2 separate regions of the Anas platyrhynchos genome follow, and region 1 is linked to region 2. A link is a contact called in public Hi-C data. All regions are on one chromosome and are shown on one strand. The core of a region is the stretch at or near the end of the contact, and the rest is flanking DNA. Distances in the headings are between cores, read along the strand shown.

What was found. Hi-C and Micro-C count contacts between places; a contact is called where the count stands out from the background.
Region 1: a Hi-C map of subcutaneous adipose tissue shows a contact between it and region 2, with 1.8 times the contacts expected there. The contact joins the enhancer-like site here to the promoter of CLIP1 in region 2. A contact is called at or near these places in 3 of 8 Hi-C or Micro-C datasets (liver, skeletal muscle and subcutaneous adipose tissue).

The regions. Positions count from the first base shown.
Region 1 is chr16:2,540,836-2,548,172 of IASCAAS_PekinDuck_T2T, forward strand. CLIP1 (CAP-Gly domain containing linker protein 1) reads left to right here. Exons shown (of 25, transcript XM_072024202.1): 10 at 6,966-7,337. Among named protein-coding and RNA genes, the nearest start is that of VPS33A, 32 kb to the right of the region's middle. Within about 2 kb of position 2,251, at least 4 of the 8 cell types and tissues checked have an H3K27ac peak or open chromatin away from gene starts, as enhancers often do. A contact at or near this core is called in subcutaneous adipose tissue, where this site is marked.
Region 2 is chr16:2,503,268-2,509,873 of IASCAAS_PekinDuck_T2T, forward strand. It overlaps CLIP1 (CAP-Gly domain containing linker protein 1), which reads left to right and starts at 4,451. Exons shown (of 25, transcript XM_072024202.1): 1 at 4,451-4,647.

The DNA.
Region 1 (7,337 bases), core at 1,001-3,500, 35 kb after region 2:
CAAAAAGAATGTGTGTAATGACTAAACGTTGTAATCCCCATTAACTGTAGAGAGGGCAAATGTGTCATTAGAATTCTTTATGGGCAAAAACTCTGCACCTAATTGGAGAGCATAGGAGCTTGTAGAAAACGACTGTCCTGGATCTTGAAATGTCTTTCATTTCTATGTAGGATTTTAGTTGCTCTCTTCACAAAATCCTGCGCTGTTTCCTATGAGCTCCTACTGCTGTTCAATAGATGCAGTTTGCATCTGGCCAATTAATTTTTCTGAGGGAAAAAATGGTATGTTCCCTACCTCCCCTGATTTTTTTTTTCATAAAATGCTAAGGGGAGAGATGATTGCACGCTATTTTTTAAGACGTTTTAAAGCTGTCTATTTTACTGTAGCTTCCCTTTGAATTATGCAGGAAAAATATATGTAAATGGATAGCAGAAATCGCCTTACAAGACATTAAAGCAGCCCTCTTGCTTCCTTAGCTCAGAATAGTGGAATTTAAAAGCCCTCTCTTTGATTGGATTTAGGCAAAATTATCACAGGCTGCCTCCTCTGCTGCATCCCCAGCCAAGATAGGAAGTTCTCAAGACTAAAACTGGTTTCCTGCTGTGCATTCTTAGGTGTTGCTTTTGCGAAGCTACTTCAGCGATCCGGGTCTCCTCTATTCTTCCAATCAGGCTCACGGTGTGTTAGAAGTAAATCTGCATGTGCCCTTCCTTTCTCTCGTTTTGTGCACTCCTTGTTTAATCCTATCTTTACTCCTTATTTCCCTGTTCTAATTTCTCCATAAAAATGGACGTCTTCACTCTTTGGAGAACTGGGTGATCACTTAGTTTCCAGGATAATGCTTCATAATCTATCGTGTTCTGTGGTTGTTATCCCAGCACGAAGGAACTGAATGTCATCTTGCCCCTATTCTAGAATCAGTTATCAGCTTTTATGGCCTCAGCACAATTTCACAGTTTTACCTGTAGATGGAGAACTTAACTGAAGGTTTATTTTGAAGTGAAAGTGTAGCTAGAATAAATAAATGCTGAAAATAACCAATGACTGCCTCCTGACATTCAATTTTAGTGGAACTCTTTAGGGTTCAAGCCAGAGTAAGGCTTGTCCCATTTCCCCCTCTCTTAATCTAACTGTGAAGCTTTGGAGAAGGGGAAGATGCTTTGTGGGTTTTGTTTGCTTGCTTTTTGTTTTTATTTTCCATTCAATTTGAGGTTTAAAATCAAATTCTTTTTTTCTTTTTACAGTACTCTCCTCTTTTCAGCTTACTGTGCTCTGGCTTTCCTCAGAGGAACACAATCTTTTAGACATTTCTCTTTTTAATTTTTAGTTTTTTATTTTATTTTTGGTAGAATTTTATTCTTCTCTGTAATATATAAGAGGTAGGGGTTAAAAATGGTAATCATGAAATCATCATAGATGATGGTATATTTGATCCTTGCAGTATTAAAGCAATGTCAATAAGATTAATGATCAAAGTATTTTGTTTTTTATGTATAGTATAGCAGGTCTTAAGGTAGCATAGTTTGCAATGTGATGCAAAGAGAATTCTGCAGCTATCAGGTTTGGGGCTTGTTTTCTAATAAATCCCTAATGGGATTTAGAGCAAGAAAGGCATGAATATTCAATTTTTAAAAATAGATTTGTTTTCAGACATAATTTTGTTGTAGAACAGAAGTCATACTAATCAGTCTGAGAGAGGGGGCTGATTTATGGCCACTTGTAAGAATATTTATTTCTTTTAGAACATTTACTTTAGTTTTTGAAGGCTGTGAGAGACAAAAACAATAACCCATGTTCTCATGTTCTATGTTTGTGGTTTGTTTTGTTTTTTCCTTGTATACACTGAATATCTTCCACTGATACAGAAACAAATCCTCTATGGAATACCAAAACCAGAACAAATCTAAGAAGCAAGTTTTAATGCTTTAGGGATTTAGTGTTTTAGATCTAGTAACTGCATAGTAAAACAGCCAACTCTTTTTTCAGCTGGAAAAATGTTTAAAAAAACTGAAACCACCAGATGTCTACATGCTTTGGGAGAGGAAGATAACTTGGTGCTGTCAGAAGGAATACTGTGATTAGAGAACAGGCCTGGAGCAAAACAAGAGTTTCGTCCCTATCTCACCTTCTCTGCAGAGACTGCCTAGGATCTTTAACTGCTGGCTTGGAGGCAGTACTAATCAGCTTGTCCCTCTATAAATAACACAGTTCTGTAGGGATATTTAAATAGCATTTGCAAAGATCAGAGAAACAGCAGTGTCCTGCCAGCTGTGTGCACGCTGCTGTGCTGTGGGTTTGGCAGCAGTGTGGCTTTGGAATGATTCATGCTCTTCCTTCCTTTTGGATTCTTTCAACCCAGTGTTCAATGGGTAGCTTTTCAGGCTGCAGGACTCTCCTCTACTAAAAGCAGTTCATAAGGCTTGGGGGTTACTGTGTACTACTTTACTACCTGTTTACTACTTTACTACTTGTTCTGTAGTAAAGTAATTGCTGAAGCTAGAGAACTTTCTTCAAGGCTGATGGATGCAACTTCTTGGGCTCTTAATCACATCTTAGCATAACCAGACAGAACTTCATTCAGTCTTTTTTCTGGAGATCCACCTTACTCTTGATGTGGGCAAGCTCCTTAAGCTGCTCTTTTTTTGGAAAAGACACGTGAAGCAACAGTACACTTTCAGAATACTTTTAATTTGGATTGTTTCATACATTTACGCTAACAGTGACCAGTCAAGATTGACACAATACTTGGATCTCAGCATTTCAGAAATAACTCTGTATTACTTCTTTCTATTCCACCCACGTGTGCACACACACACTCACCCCTGTTCCCCATTTCAGTGGTGCAGGTCAGATATGAACTAACTGCTGGACTTTACTTGCATCTCTCGAACTTCAAGCTCTCTTGGGGGCATCTTGGAGCCTAGGTATCAAGTTTACTGATGTTCTGTGTTCTTGCTAAAAGAAAAAAAAAAAATCTATCCCTTTTTAACCAAAAGGCAGGAGGTGCCTGCTTACTTCGTTACATGTACTTTCTGTGCTTTTTAGGAACCTATGAGAATTACAATTTATTTTTTAAATCTTATTACTTTTACATCTTGTTCAATGCATTTAGGCTTCAGCAATTATGGAACAACCAGGCTAATTCACTTTTTCCCCTGGTTTTGGAGAATCTTATTTGTTGCTTGCTTTCTTTTGGAAGAGGAGGAGAGGGATAAACTAAGAGGGTTCTGCAGTTATAGGCAACCACATTCTTTATATTTCTATTGAAATAATTCATACCCTAGTGAAAAGTGAACCTTAGTGTTCCCTATCTTGACCAAAAAGATTTTATGGCTAAGACTTGAGATGCAGCTACTATTGCTTTAAAAAAAAAAAAAAAAAAGAAATTCATTACATGAGCTTCGGTAGTGAATTCTCCCCTGGTTCATAATTAAATCATTTAAAAATAAGCCCAATGCATTAAAAAAAGTTAGTGGGATGACGAGGAAAGGGACATATCATCCTCTTAGAACAGGTGTATATATATTTATATATACTTTTTCATAACTATTCTAATTTGTGCTGAAAACTTCATGTACTGATAAATAACTTCTACTTGGCTGCATGAAACGTTTTTGTTCATACTTCTTCGTTTGTGATTTATTTTTTATTTTTTACACATCAGTCCATTTACACTTTTCAGTCCATCTTTCTCATCCATAGCATTTCCCTGTTCATTTTATCCACTGCATCTTCTCTGCTCATCATTGATAGAAGATTCTGGCAGCACGGCCTGCATGTGGCTCCCTCCTTGTGTGCTGGCATGTGATGGTGGCACCGTTGTGTTCTCTTCCTTTCCCTTTTCACTAACAGACGCAGACCAAACTGGAGCATGCCCGCATTAAGGAGCTTGAACAGAGCCTGCTCTTTGAAAAGACCAAAGCTGACAAACTCCAGAGGGAGTTAGAAGACACTAGGGTAATGGTTTTCACTATTTAAATAACGAGACTGCTTTGTGTTGTGGAAGATTTCTGATGACACAGCCTGCTGGGTTTAACACGTGCTGAAAGAGATTCTTGCTCCTGCCACGATCAGTACCTGCTATAGATGTAGCTGGAACACTCTTAAAAATTAGCATTAATTTTGAGCTTCGGTGGTGTGTGTGTGTATGCCTGTATATGTGTACTCATTTCTTCAGAAGAATTCAGGTAAGATGATTTCAAAGTGCAAAAATTATGCTTAAATCTAGTTCAAAAGTGGCAGAAATAGCAAAGTTCATTATATCCAAAAGAAATAAGTTCCACTTTGCCAGTGCTTTTTAACACTAACTTAGAATTTGGGAGCTGGGTTTCTGAGGTCCTAAATAGTGGCTGTGCTACCTGCTAAGTCAAGGTTTGCAGTGCCTTTTTTGTTCTTTTTTTTCTACCCATGACACAATCTTTTCAGGGATATCCAGCAGTATTAGTAATACTGTTGCCTGTCAAAACATTACTGAGTCCCAAAACATACTTTTTCCCAAGACAGAGGTTTAGCTGATGTTGATTCCTAAGATTTTCAGCATGTTTCTGATTTTTTTTCTTGCTAGGGACGTGCTAACTGTACTCAGTTTTATTTGAAACAAGGCCCACAAGGCTGCTGTGGTTGACCTCAGCTCTTCACACATCTTTTTAGAAAAGCCTACATGTTCTAACATTGCATTATGTCTCTGGGCTCATTTGACAGCAAAGGCAGAACAGCTTTTGGTGGTGTAATTTATTTATTTATTTTAATTTTTATTTTGTACTTCATAAATAATTCACGAAATGCCAAATCCAAGAAATCTGAGATGACCACAAGCTAGGAGCATGAGAGGAGGATGGGATGGTTCCTTCACTGTGCGAATAGCAGAACATTGACCGCTTCCAAACATGGGTCATTCTGTGGGCATCTAGCCTAACTACAGCTGCTAAAGAGAAAATGGGAAGAAGGAACTTGCAGCTGTAGTAAGAATTCACTAATGATCACCTGTGTTGAACTGAATGTTTTCCCAGTATTACTGGGCATTTCAACAAGGTCAGCTAAATGGTAGCTAAATAGTAGCAGAAGGTGGTATTTCCGTACCCTTCTGTCAGGTCCAGCCATGTAAAGGGAATCTAGGTCACACCTAATGATATGCCATTGTTTATAAGTGCCTTTTGTCCTAAATTCTTTACACATAAGTGCATATCGATATTACTTCAAGATGCCGTTGTTGATTGTTTCTGGTATGTGGCATCTTTATAAAGAGACAGTGAACACCCAGTAATAGATAATGTAAGAGATACTTAATAGGGCACCATTCAGGTTCGGTTATTAGGTGTCTGCTTACTGAAAACCTGTAAATCTGCTTCCAGAGGTGATGAATCAGATACCTTTTCAGTGTGGAGCAATGCCATGGAAATAAACCATGAGTACTGGCTCTTTTATGGTACATTTCATAACCTAAATCTTTCATGGTCGCTGGATATAATGAGGCAGTGAATTTCATTCTGCATTTTTCTCAAACTGACAAGTTTTCTGCATGACAAGGTGTGAACTTCCTCTAGTTACTACATTGTTCTTTGTCTCAGAAGAAAAAAGCTAATACTGTTATCTTCCTCCAAACAAAGCTGAAGGTCATCACAAATATTTAAAATTTTACAAAGCACAGGGTTCAGCTGGAAAGAAATTCTAGCTCTCTACTTATGAATCTTTTTTTTTTTTTTTTTTTTCTGCAGGATCATAAAATATTTTTTTACCTTTTCCCTGTTCATAAATGGTTTCTTCACCAGAGAGGATGAGAAGTTGTAGACATTTTTCTCATTTCTGTCCATAGCAGAGTAGGCAAATAAACACTTGACAGTTTTTGTATGATACTCAAAATTCAATTATTTGTTTATGTATTTGTACTTTTCAAATAATCCCATTGCTTTTCTGTGATGATTTATGCACTGCTCACTTCAGATAATACTCCCTATGTGTCTTTGTCTATTCCAACCACTTTCTTTAATTAGGAAGATGCAGAGTATTAGATCTTTTGACTAGATCAGGATAGACATTTGAATATGTGTCATAATACGTATGATTGATGCTTCTTGAAAGCATATTTATAATCATGCACACACACATGACTCGAAGGTAGGACTGAATATTATAAAACCAAGAAGGTAGTCTATAATAAGTACTTTTAAAAAGCAATTGCATGTAAGTAATAATTTTTCAGAACGTTGGTGTAATAAGAAGGCTGACATAGTGATCTCCCAATTAGAAATCATTGTGCTGGCTTTGTTGTTTATCCATACCAGAAGTTTCTTCAACAGCTGTTGTAAAGCTCAGATAAAGTGAGGACACTTTTTTTGAGAGACACCAGTGGATTGGATATAAAAGGTGTTTCAGAGCATTTGTAGGCTAAAACTTTGTTTTTCACTGACAGTCTCATAGCTAGCATAAAATGAAAGTGGAAGCAATTATGTCAACAATCAGGGACCTGGGGCATTCTCCTACCTCTGTCAGTTCTGCTCTGTAGTGGTTCTGAGAAACATTTTGTTAAACGTGTTTAACATAAGTAAGTATAGTTTGTAAGCTGTTATTTAGCAAGTTGTTATTTCTAGATAACTTCAGAAAAATCAACTTAAATATGTTCTCCCAAAAGGTGAAATTTAGTATGCACAGAACACAAAGTTATGGACATCTGTACTTTTTTTAGCAATAGTTTATACATAAATGAAATAACACTTGGTCTTGGTTTCACAGCCTTCCATATAAAAGCAGCATTTTCTTTTACTTAATGTTTCTTTAGCACTTCCATAAAAATAGGATTTGGCAATGAAACTCAGAGGTATTATAATCCAAAATGCTGGTAAGAATACACTACTGATGTTGGTTTGCAATGCTTGGTAATTTCTTTTCACTGTGGTCTAAGCATCTGTGTCTATTAAACATATCTTTTCTAATTCTTTCTTCTTTTCTTAAAATGCTGTTAATCATAGGTGGCCACAGTATCAGAAAAATCTCGCATCATGGAACTAGAAAGAGATCTAGCATTGCGGGTGAAGGAAGTAGCTGAGCTTCGAGGGAGATTAGAGTCTAGTAAACACATTGATGATGTGGATACTTCTCTTTCGTTGTTACAAGAAATAAGTTCTTTGCAAGAAAAAATGGCAGCAGTTGGCAAAGAACATCAGAGTGAGATGAATTCACTGAAAGAGAAGTTTGAAATCAGTGAAGAAGCACTCCGGAAAGAGATCAAATCACTTTCAGCTTCAAATGAGAAAATGGCAAAAGAAAATGAATCACTGAAAACTAAGCTTGATCATGCCAACAAGGAGAATTCAGATGTAACGGAGCTGTGGAAATCAAAG
Region 2 (6,606 bases), core at 3,201-5,700:
TTAGGAAAGAGTGCATCTTGATCTTAAAAGTATTTATCTATACTTTCACTGTTCTTACCAAGTACTATACATTGTTGCTGCACTAAAGATGTTTCTGATTACTGAATTTCTTTAATCTTTCAGGTACAGCTACTCAAATTGTTTTTGTATATTGTAACTGCACTCAGATCACACTGCAGTCTGAGAAAAGCTGAATAGCAAAGTATTTCTGGTACTTTTAAGTCGTGCTCCCATGGTGATAGGTGTGGCATAATAACCTAGATTAGAGCTTACTAAAATGAATAATAAAATTTGTAATGGGGTGGGTATAGTGTGAGCAGGCATCACTCAGATTTTCCCACGAATTCCTGTTGGCATGATATTCATGTTCATTTATAGCATTGGGATCAGTGAAAGTATTTAGAACTGCTATTGCACATCTGAAAAATAATCTGTACAAAATATTGAGGGCATCAATCAGGTGATTAATTATGTCTTAAAGAGGTTTGCATTTCTAACTCATTTTTTATAACCTAATTCACAGTGCTTAAAATGTCACGAAAAGAGCAATAGCTGAGATTCTAGAAGATACCTGAAAGATACGGTAGCTAGAAGAAGAATTAATTTACTGCAAACTCAGTGAGGCAGGATAGCTGAAAAACAACTAAGGGAAGGAAAAAGCTCAAGTATGACTCAAGTGTCTCAAAAGCAGTTGTAATTCCTATGGAACTCTGGAGTACCTTCATTTTGTACCACAGTTGTAATGCCCCTGGTAAGTAAATACCATTGAAGCTTGATGTTGTTCCTAAGAATATGTTGCATAGCTTATAGTTGTGTTTATATTTAAGGTGGTTGGGAGGGGACGAATCAGGAATTAGTCCTTGAAGAAGCTTACAGGCAGGATGAATATAATAACATGGTAATTAATGTGTAAGTGACAATTGGACACTTCCTAAACTTTAGTTAATTACAAGCAGCAGAGATTTAACGTAAGATTTTTTTGCAACTCAATACTTAGCTGTTATGTCTGAACAAAAACTGATTTACCCTTTGTTTATAAGCTTGGCACTCTCAATAGGAACAAAAGACCTGCTTCTCTGCAGGTGAGAAATCAAGCTCTTGTTTTGTGTTTTTTTTTTTTTTTTACATAGGTGGTGGAATGATTTGGATGATCTATCTTCTTTAACAGAATACAGTTTCTCAGTTATCTGTAAAATGAAACGCTCATAATCTGTGACCGTTATTGTTGTTCAATTAAGTACCTTGTTTAAACAAGCATGCCAAAGAGATTCATTAAATACTGTTCTCTATTGTTTAACCCACATTTGCTAGAACAAATAATGTAAACTTGAATGCAAATTTGTCTTGTGTAAAACACCAGCAAAGAACATAGACTTGCAGGGTTTTTTTGTGACTGTTGAGCTAGGGAAGATGAACACTAAGTATGTTGGGAACGGAATCTTTTTTTGTAGCCTTCCAACCCACTAAGCTGTGAAAGTAATTATGTAGTCTGCAATAGTTTTTTAAAACTCACTTCTCGAGGACAAAAACATGTGATATACATGAGTCAAAGTGCTAGAACAAAGGCATTACTAAGTTTTATACGTGATACTTAAGACTAAAAAGGGCTGTTTTTCTTCTAGGCTAACCTATTAGTCAAAGGCTGCCAATTTAAATGACATAAATTTAAAGCAAAAAAATATAGAGCAAGCACAAGGCTTCAGGACACTAAATCTTGGGATCTTATATAGCTGTAAATAGATGAGGAAAATGCACCACTGAGGTTAAAAGGCAGGGCAGAGGTAGCAGGGGGGAATCCTCTTGTGTTTTTGCAAAAACAAACCACTACAGGAAAAAAAAATAATAGTACAAATTTCTGTACTGGGATTTGTGAAGCAGCACTTCAGTAAGAAAAAGGTAGCTAGTTTGTTTTTTGTTTTGTTTTGTTTTGTTTTGAAGCAGGTGTGGCCAACTATAGATACTGCTCGTAGAAATTCTGTTTAAAAACTGCTAAATGTACATATTGAAGAGATCGTTCAGAGGAAGAAAAAAAATCCTATATTCAAAATTTTATACTTGCGTGGATATGTCTCATTGGATATAAAAATGGAACTCTTAAGTCAGGATATCCCTAAATGCAGTTCCAAAAGAATAACATTTTAGCCATTCAGAAAGTTTTTGTACTTTCGGATCCTTCACAAAGCTGAAAAACCACCTTCAACTGATGTTCCCACATTACTGAGGGGAATGGTTTTAATTCTAAGTAGACCCTGTAGTTGTGGCCAGGATACTGGTAGTTATGTCAGCAACTTAAATTTCCCTGGAGCGTCCAGCCATTCCTGTTTTCATAGTTACGTGTTAACTGATCTGCCTGAAATCACGCAGCTCAGAAGAGAGCCACTAGTACTTGAATCAAAGACGTTCTGGCATTTGATCATATGCAGTCCTTTGTAGTACCATGAATTTTAGAACTGGCATCTTCTTTTATAACAATTGCTATAAATTGGATGTGAACATACTAGATGCATTCTTTGTTATCACACTCTGCATATATCCAAGGGTACACTGGTACATAGAAATGAAGTCAACCGTTTTTAATTGGGATGAATTCATTAAACTTAAGTTAGAATTGCTCCAAAGCTACTTGTTCTTGGTTTGAAGGTTGATACTGCTTCACTGATGGATAACTAACTCCCGTGTTTCTCTCAAGATGACTTCAATCTTGAAGCTATGGTTCTGTTCACTAAAAATGACAATAACAAGCAAAGATGCATTTGCTTTATATTGATATATGCAACATCATTCTCAATTCTTGCTTTACAAACAGGACATTTTTAGTTTTAATTTTGCAAAGAAGTAAAGACAGCTACTTACACATTTGAACCATATTTTGTCTATAATTTCACCATTGTTTTTGCTTACTGCTTACACTTAGTGAAGTTGTGAAAGACCAACACAAACTTACAAGTTTTAGCTCACTATCTTCAATAGTAAGATGACTTCTACTTGATGTGTTTTATATTAAATACAACAGTCTAGTATTGCTTAATAAAACGTCTGATGTTGTGCATTGAACTGAATACTCTTGAAATCAACCTTCATGTTAATAAATTCTCCAAGACAAAAATCAAATTAATGAAGAAAAACACTTTACAGAAAAGTGTTCTGTAAAGAAAAAAAAAGTGTTTTGTAAAGAGTCTAACTCTCAGGTTTTTAACCTAATTAATTCAATGTTGTTAAGGATTATTTCCTTAGCTAGGGACTACTGTGTCAGTTTTTTAGTTTTAAGCAATAATTGGCTCTGTACTTCTAAATACAATCTATAATTAAATTCTGAACTTTTTTCAACAAAATTTTATCAAATTTTTCAGGGAGGAAGAAGGGTGGCTGGCTGTACATGGATTTGAGTATCTGTTTCAACATCTACTGGCCATGGTAAGAGCTTCTTCTTTACACTTAGGAAGTGAAATTCTCACAAACATTGCTAAATGCTGATCTAGTTGAAACCCATTATTTGGGGGACTGCGTCACACCATTTTGTGCTTCACCATGCTGGATTAATGCCAAAGAATGAAGCCAAGATGAATCACATATTGCAATTGGTCTCCAGCAATGGAACTGCTTCCTCATCACCCTTTTTGTTTGAATGGTATCATGCATAAACTAAATGATCTATGGGACTGCAAACAGGTTTGCTATGTGATGAATTCAGCAATTACGGGCCAACTCTAGCTGGACCCTGTTGCCTGTTTATAAAAGAGGCAGAAAAGTGAAGCAGAGCTGTTTGATTTAGCCTTGAAAATTGATATTAAATAGTTGATGATGGTGTGGAGCTACTGCCACAGCCCTTTAAACTTTACAAAGGGGAAGGATGCCAGGTTCCAGGGTCTTCCTTCACAATGAGAATTCAAATAGAGGATGAGAAGGAATCACAAATTCCTGGGCGTCAGGACAAAAGGAAAATGGAGAGAAGAAGCCGCCAGTAAAGTTAGTCGTCCATTAAGAGCTCTGCGCTTCATGCCGCCCTGTCTCTTTTCCCCACCCTTTCCCCCCCCACCTTCCATTCACGCTTGTCTGCTGCAGCGGCGAATTCCCTAAGGGGTCAGCGCTGCCTGCTCCCCGTTACAGGGACAGGGATAGGGACGGGGTCAGGGATAGGGACGGGGACAGGACCAAGGCCAAGTCCGGGTGCGCGACCCCGCGGGGCGCTTTTGGGGAAGGGCGAGGCAGGACCGGGCCGAGCTGAGCCTCTCCTGCCTGCCGGCCTCGGGCTGCCCCGGGGTGGGGGCGAACAAAGCAGGGGGAGACAAAGGGAAAGCGAGGGGCGAGGAGAGGAGGCGAGAGGGAAGGGGGGAGCCGGAGCCGGGCAAGGAGGGAGGGGGGGGAAGCGGCTCCCGCTGCTGCTGCAGTCCCCGCCTCGCGGTGCCGCGGGCCCGGCGGGGCGCAGACGTTGTCCGCCCGCCCCGCTCCGCCCCTGCCAGCCGGGGAGGCGCCGCTGCGGAGGGGCAGGAGGAGGAGGAGGAGGCGGCCGGGAAGCCGAGCGGAGGCGGTGGCGGCGCGGAGCCGAAGGCGGCGGCTGTGAGGGCGCCGTTGGGGCCCGCGCGCGGAGGGCGGCGGCGCCTGAGGGAAGGGAGCCGCCGGGAGCCCCCCGCTGAGGAGAAAGAGGCGGTGAGGAGGGGCCGGGCTCGGTGAGGGGGGACCGGGCGCTGAGGGGAGGCGCTGAAAGGGGTCGGGGAGCGGCCGTGGGCACCGGGCAGCCGCCCCGGGGCCCCGCCACACGCCTGGCTGCGAGTCCCGGCCGGCCTGAGGGGGCCGCGGGTGACAGGGGCCGGGGGCTGGGGCATTGCTGGGGCTCTGCCCGGTTCGTCCCGGCTCGTCCCCGCCGCGCTGCGCCTCACAAACTTGGCGCCGGGCACCGGCCCTGAAGCGGGGGCAGGGACACGGAGCCGCGCCGAGTGAGGGCTGAGGCTGGGCGATGTCGTCCCGGTGCTGCTGCCTGATCCCCCCCCTTCCCTCCTCACCCACCGGCACGGCACCGATGGAAGAGCCGGCTCCGTGTAAAGCCACCTCGGCTCGCTGCCCAGGCCTGTTTTTTTGGGGGGAAAGCCGTGCAGGTGAGGTGCCCGCCGTGCCCGGTGCTGCGGCATGAGGCTGTGCTGCAGGCCGCCTGCTTTCCGCTGTGTCACTGGGGCTGCTGCCTAGGGCCCGTTACTGCCCTCCTCCTCCTCAAGGTAATCTTCGTTTCCCCCCCGCTAACGAGACTCCTGCCTTAGGATCAGGAGAGGGTTTTTGCTTTCCTCTTAGCATCTTTGTCCGTGCGCTTAAAAACCACCCAACAACCTGTTGTTGTTTTCTCCTGGAGGAGAAAAGCTCCTTCGAGATAGCGTGGGGAAGAATAGGCAGCGAATGGGTACGTCGTGATGAAAAATATGACTGAAAAATGACGGCTTTCCTCCCTGCACGCAGCTCCCCGTGCGCGGAATGGAGGCAGCGTCTCACAGGGAGCGGTGCGAGTTCACGAGCTGCTCTGAGGTCACTGAGCAGGACAACTTAAAAACGCGCCATGGGTGTATTTAATATGTAGGGAAAAGAAAGGAAAGAGGCATAAAAGAGGAAATGCTTTCATGCCTCATACTTTGCAAAGAGTTTTTTTTAAAGAGCGGAAGCATGTCTGAAAGTCTGAAACTAGCAGTGACAGAGTGATTTTCTCAGGCATGTGCACCTGCTACCACGTGTAACAAGATAGCAAATTAAATAGTGGAGGAAAAGTAAATAACTCTTTTTTGTTTCTCCCTTAACAACAAAGTATCATAGCGTAAAGAATGTGTGACCACTCAGGGACTGACATTCTTCATACTGAATACACACAAAACGACTAGAAAACAGGCAGAGGTTTATTAGTTCTCTGTTTGAAATTTATGGTATTCCGGGGCTCTTTTTCCACCTAGTCTTAATATGTGCCAGAAAATTTCCCGTGTGTACCAAAGTACACTAAAGCTTTGAGTGTTGGAAGGGGAAGGACAGGATTGCGTTGGCTGAAGCTTCTGCTTGGAAATGTGACATCATCTGTCTGTATCTGTAGGGATCAAGAAGAATGTTTCATTTGGCAAAAAAAATAAAAAAATGTGTGGTTTCTTTTTCAAGAGAAGTTTTTGGCTTTCTAGTGTGGGGGAGAAAAACATCTGTCTTGAATCATCACAAAGGTGTATTATAAGAAATAATCTCTTTCTTCACATGACAATACAGTAAGAAGGAGCAGTGCTCCATATGAGCTGGTCACTGTGATTTTCTAGAGCTCCCGTAGATTTCCTGTCTGATCTGTAGGCTGTATCTGTTTATCATCTTCTGAATGTGAATGCCCAGGACAGTCTTTACTTACTTAGCTTGGCTAGATTGGATAATTCCCTTAGTATTCCTCTCTTTATCCCTTTAGCCACATTGAAGTTTTTTTGGGGAGAGTGACTGAGAATATTCCAAAATAGATCTTCCTTCAAAAGAAATAGTGATCTGTCTTGCCAGCACAATTTTTCAAAACTGCTTTTCTTTCTCTCTCTAAAACAGTCGGGTCAAATGTTAACTCTGTATGTTAAATGCAAGTTTTCTAGTGTTTCAACATGGTGACCATGA